2 separate regions of the Mus musculus genome follow, and region 1 is linked to region 2. A link is a contact called in public HiCAR-type data. All regions are on one chromosome and are shown on one strand. The core of a region is the stretch at or near the end of the contact, and the rest is flanking DNA. Distances in the headings are between cores, read along the strand shown. Region 1 overlaps Sox6 (SRY (sex determining region Y)-box 6). Region 2 has its middle 55 kb from the start of A730082K24Rik.

The links. HiCAR-type assays count read pairs that join an accessible place to other places.
Region 1: a HiCAR-type map of astrocytes shows a contact between it and region 2, with 4 times the contacts expected there. The contact joins two enhancer-like sites. A contact is called at or near these places in 1 of 115 datasets of contacts at active chromatin or transcription factors (astrocytes) and 1 of 9 other capture datasets (embryonic stem cells).

Annotation. Positions count from the first base shown.
Region 1 is chr7:115,864,749-115,867,448 of GRCm38.p6, forward strand. All of the region lies in intron 2 of Sox6 (SRY (sex determining region Y)-box 6), which reads right to left. Among named protein-coding and RNA genes, the nearest start is that of Sox6os, 170 kb to the right of the region's middle. Within about 2 kb of position 1,418, at least 65 of the 459 cell types and tissues checked have an H3K27ac peak or open chromatin away from gene starts, as enhancers often do. A contact at or near this core is called in astrocytes, where this site is marked.
Region 2 is chr7:114,891,740-114,894,701 of GRCm38.p6, forward strand. No RefSeq gene overlaps it. Among named protein-coding and RNA genes, the nearest start is that of A730082K24Rik, 55 kb to the right of the region's middle. Within about 2 kb of position 1,347, at least 28 of the 459 cell types and tissues checked have an H3K27ac peak or open chromatin away from gene starts, as enhancers often do. A contact at or near this core is called in astrocytes, where this site is marked.

The DNA.
Region 1 (2,700 bases), core at 168-2,667, 970 kb after region 2:
AAAATAAAGGTGTCTGAGATCATCAAAAACAGTCTTTTTTGTTTATAAAATGCAACACTCCTTTCTTTATTCTTTTTAGCTCTCTACACAGAGAGAGGGAGAGGGAGAGGGGGAGGGAGAGGGGGAGGGAGAGGGAGAGGGAGAGGGAGAGGGAGAGGGAGAGAGAGAGAGAGAGAGAGAGAGAGAGAGAGAGAGAGAGAGAGAGAGACTAATATAGAAGGAAAAGAGAAGTCATTCATTTCACTGAACTACAAGTATTGTGACCCTGGGAAGGGTGATTTGGCTTTGAGGATTTTAAAGAAATGGTGCTGTATTCAGTCTTTTTCTATCACCATCCCCATATACAAAGCCCTAGTAGATCCTAAAATTGTGGCATTTTCTTACGTACATAAAAAAATTGAACTGCTATTGCAGCAACATCTAAACAGTTTCCTGTAAACTTTCTGTGATGGAAGTCATAGAATTTATGGTAAAACCCTGTGGAGTGCGGAGACAAATTTCTTTCATATTTATCATTCATTTTATTCTGTGTGCATTTTAAGGAAAACCTTTTAAGGGTACCAATAATGCAAGAAAGCGACAACAACTAAATTTATTGTTAAGTATCACATCACTGGTCCTCCGGGAGCTCGAAGAGAAAGCTTAAATCAAGCTCCACACGCTGGAGAGGTTCCCAGAGATGTGCTGGCCCAGAGGCAACCCATCCAGAGCACACTGGGATCTCAGGACGGTGACAAAGAAATACTACTCTCTCAACTGAAGCAGGTTGGGGACAGCCCTTTCCCTTCTCTTTTCTTTTCTTTCTTTTCTTTTCTTCTTTCTTTCTTCCTTTCTTTCTTTCTTTCTTTCTTTCTTTTTCTCTTTCCTTCTTTCTTCCTTTCTTTCTTTGGCATAGTACAAATTCTCTCCCCCAAATCCTCCCCTCCTCCTGTTTCACCTGACTAAACTGTAGGTATTTGTCCCATCACCTGACTTAGGGGCTGGCTGGCTTGAAATATTAGAGAGAGGGAGAAAAAAGAACACAATCTACCATTGTTTCCCCAGACAACGACCTTTCATGTCCTTGAGGCTCACCATGACCTTTTCATCTTTCCTATCCCAATGGTCTCTCCTAACAACTAAAACTGCACTCAGTTGGGCTGAATTCCAGATTGTCATAAAAAGAACCCTGTCCTTTCAAAACAAAACCAATTTTTACACCAAGGTGGGGGAGAAACACAAGTCCATTGTTCCCTCCCAGATGGAAGTTGGAGTTACTAAGGCAACTGCTCTAATCCTCCTTTTTACCACCTTTTTCACATCGCTGGCCTATCAAGTATGCTACCTTTTAACTCATAAGCTCAAAAGCTGGTCGTCTAACTGGCTGCCCTAATTAGCTACGATTTTCACACTACAGACAACATGATGAGCTAATCGAAATTTGCAAAATAATGACGTACCTCCAGCAAATATTCCTCCTCCTGAGGCCCAGTCTTAGAATAACAATAATGAGAGCATTATTAGAGAAGGGCATTAAAATGCTGCACTGCTGCTAAACAGAGAACTTAATTGTTCTGGTCTTGTCCATTGAATCAACAACCTATTGTTGTGGACTTGAAAAATAAAGGACTTGAGAATGGGTGCCATGATGATTGGTCTGTGGCCATACCGGCACTCTGTGGAATTGTTTTCTTTTCAAACTCTTGATGGACTAGTAGCTTTGTTTAAAAGTAACATAAAAGGCGATTGTCTGGACTAAAAAAAAAAAAGTCCTATTTATTGAAATCCTTAGAAGCAGTTGCATGCATTTGTTCCTGACCCCTGAGATAAAAACACAGTGATCATAATACCACCATTTGTGGAGTCCTGTCACCACTGCCTACAGTAACTCGAGATAAGAGACTGTCTTTTCTAGCTACAGTAGGAAGGAAGGAAGTACTTCTGAGCAGAAAGCAGGAATGACGAAAGGTCAGATCCCGGAGAAAGCTCATTACTCTCTGAAGGGGGGACTTTAAAATAATGCGAGTCTAAGAACCCTGTGTAACTGCAAGTAAGAAGCACACAGCTTTTCCTCCCTGCCCACCCCACCCCCCAGCCCTTGAGATTCCTGCCTTTAGTGAAAGACAATTAAAATAAAATGATTATTAAACAACAGAGACGGCATGTCTGGGGCAACCTGGAGGACAAGAGACCTAAAAGCTTCCAGGTCTCTGTGCTTGTGCTCACCTCTGTCTGCAGCAGGAATAATAAAACCCTGGAGTTAAAGGTTAACTACTGTAGGATTCTTAGCAGAAGAAAAGCCCTGTTTACACATTGGAGAAGTGTCTTCCATATGGAGCCCTGGCTTGCTTTCTGTGAGGTCAGGCCAGGAGCTCCATGTGGAATGGTGGGGTGGGGATTGATTTTGTTCATAGTATTGGGGGGATCTATTTTTAAACCAAGTAAAATCTGTATTATATAAAAATGTATTACATTGTAAATAAGACCTCTTCCTTCATTCATCCTGTGCTCTGCTTCATTCGTCTTCATCTTGTTAGGCTAAATTAATTAACAATCTCGCTGCTGCACACTTTCTCTTTTCATTACATCAGATAATGGTGGGCATGTGGAGAATGCCCTCGCCACGGGAATTCTGCAACTGCAGGGCCAGGGAGAGTTTCTAGGTATCCGTGTAGTAAGATTCTCTTGTAAGTATTTATTCGGTGTGCCTTTTAGAGTTAA
Region 2 (2,962 bases), core at 97-2,596:
TTTTAAGACAGGGTTTCTCTGTGTAGCCCTGGCTGTCCTGGAACTCACTCTGTAGACCAGGCTGGCCTCGAACTCAGAAATCTGCCTGCCTCTGCCTCCCAAGTGCTGGGATTAAAGGCATGCACCACCACCGTCCAGCCATCCACATACTCTTGATATCAACTTTATGTGATTGCTTTTCACTAGAAGACAGAAGTTTTCAACAACAACAACAACAATAACAACACCAACAAGTTAGAGAGAAACTTGATCACCCAAAAGAAAAATCAGATCTACTCTTAATAGCATTCAAAGATAACTTCAGGGGCTGGAGATGAGCCTCAGCAGTAAAGAGTGCTCACTGCTCCTCCAGGGGACCTGAATTTGGTTCCCAGCATCCACACCCGGTAGCTCATGAACACCTGGAACTCTAGATCCAAGGAACCCAATTGCTCTTTAAGGCCTCGGTGCCTCCCCCCACCCCATGTACACACATATAAATTAAAAATAAAATAAATCTTAACAAAATAACATTACTCCAAGAAAAGTTTGTTTTGCTTCTATTCATTTGTATGTGGTTATTTTTAGTATTGTGTTCATATAAATGGGGGTAATTTGGTAATACCATTTTTATGTCTTTCAAAGGAAGGTACCTTCAGACATCTCTAAGACTGGATTTGAGCACATGGTCTAAGGTGAACCATTCAAGGGCTCTGAGACACGCTTTTGCCCACCTTGCTATCAGCAAGGTAATATAATTTTTGAAACAGATGAACTGTGAACTCCTCAGGCATCTTGCCTTTCTCTGGCAAATGCTACCCACATGCCCAGTATGCATATGTACCTTCTTCAGCTGGCTCTGGTCCCATACATTCCAGATGTAGCCAGGGCTTTATGCCTGAACTTGAGGGCCTCAGGGACACACTAAAACTCTATGCCACATTTTGTATTTGTAGCTTTTCTAGGGGAGGGACTCTAAAATTTGCCAAATCTTCAGATGCTCATGGTCTAGAAAATTCCAGAAGTATCTGGTCTGTCACCCCAGCCTATAGGGACCTCTTCCTTCCTGATTCTCAGTCAGTTACAGTGGAGCCCTGCAGGGGAAGTACAAGCAGCAAAAGAAATTGGCTTCTCCTTTCTTGCCAGTTTTTTTTTTTGACTTTTGTTTTCATTTTTGAGTCTGATACACATTATTCTAAACTGTTAAAAGGGGTGAGAACCTTCCCACCCAGAAGAAAATGGAATTGGTATGCAAAGTAAGCCTGGTCTTGAATAATTAATTCTGATTTGCATGTTCAGATGAGTCTGAGAGCTGCCCTGGCAGTCAGGAGTGAATTCATATGCAAGGAAAAGGTGGGCAGTGTGCCCAGGCTGGGAGAAGCTGGCTTCCTGGGGAATCTCCACTGGCTTTCTTCTGCCTGCTGAAGCTGTAAAAGCCCTGAGAGGTGGAGAATTGCCACCCAGGGAGAAGCATCTTGCTTGTATTCACAGAGCAAGTTAGCAACATGAAATACTATCCTGTGGTCAGTAGGGCTCAGATGCTCGGAGCACTCAGATTTTAATCATATCATGTATAGATTAAATGGCTTTAACAAGTTATGTAGCTTCTTTAAGCCTTGATTATGTCATCTGTAAAATGGGAGCAAATGGTAACATTGACAGTATAGAGTGATTGGAAGACCCAGAGGTTGTGAAGAACACAATACTGCTTTCTAGAATGACAGGGCCATTGTACATGGAGTCCACGGCAGTTATGGCTGTATGCATAAGAGCTTTGTAAATTCAAGGCAGCCAGAATTCTAGGGGGAGCAGGGGAAGGGTCCATGGAGTCCCATCCACAGCTGAGGAGCTGTTGGAAGTTGATGGCTATGGGGAGAGGAAGAGTCAGTTTGTTCAGGGATAAGACCCCTGGTAACTTGTTCATATTACAGAGTATGGTCTTGTGCACATGCACACGCTAACAGCACTCAATGGACTCAGTGGAATAAAAAAGAGAGTACATGAAATTGGATGAGAGAAGTGGTGTAAAAAAAATTGGAGGGGAGGGAGTAGGATGGGTTGGTTTAAAAAACATATTGTTATCATGTATGAGATTCTCAAAAAAAACCAAACCAAACAAAACCAAACAACAACAACAACAACAAAATAACTATATCCCCGAACAAACATACAAAAGCAAATGAACTTCCTTGGTTCTCACATTCACAGAAGAAATGGTGGTGGCTCTGTTGTAGTTCTCAACATCAGAATTATCAACTTCTCTTCCTCAACTTCAAGGATGAGGCTAGAGGGCAGCTTCTGCCCCTCAGAGGTTGTTCAGGGCAATAGTGCTGCCCTGTGATAGTGTTTCTGGACAATAGCAGCAATATCAGTAGTGATAACAAGACATTCTGAGTTCCTTCCATTCCTTTCTGTATTATTTACTAAGTGTTTTGCAGATCTTGATGGTCTTGAAGGAAATGATTCACAGGAACCCTGGGCCTTCTTGCTACAAACGGAAAGGGCCATGTGACAGAATAGGACACTGTCTGGTACTTCTAACCAACAAAGGGGGTAAAAGAAGAGGAACAGAGGAGAAAGAAGGTGAAGGGGAAACTAGCAGAGGAAGGAGGAAAGAGGAAGGAGGAGGAGGAAGAAGAAGAGGAGGAGGAGGAACAGGATTCAGGAATCAGAAAAAATAAGAACCAAACCTCTCTCTTTCCCTAACAACTCAGTGTCACCCTGCCTCCATTTCTCCTTCTGCAAATGGGAATAATATATTATACTCTGAAGGCTTATGTCATGGCCTCTCTGAAACCATGGGCACTCAATGGATATGAGAGAGTCTAGTTTTAATGTTTGAACTTTCTGGATGGGCAAGGCTAACCTTTTAAACATTTAAATCTTTTGAAAATATTATGTTCTTTCCAGAGGCAGCCAAATGTGACCAGTCTTGTCTTGGTGACTCAAAGTTAATATTATGAACTCCAGATGCTGTGCACTG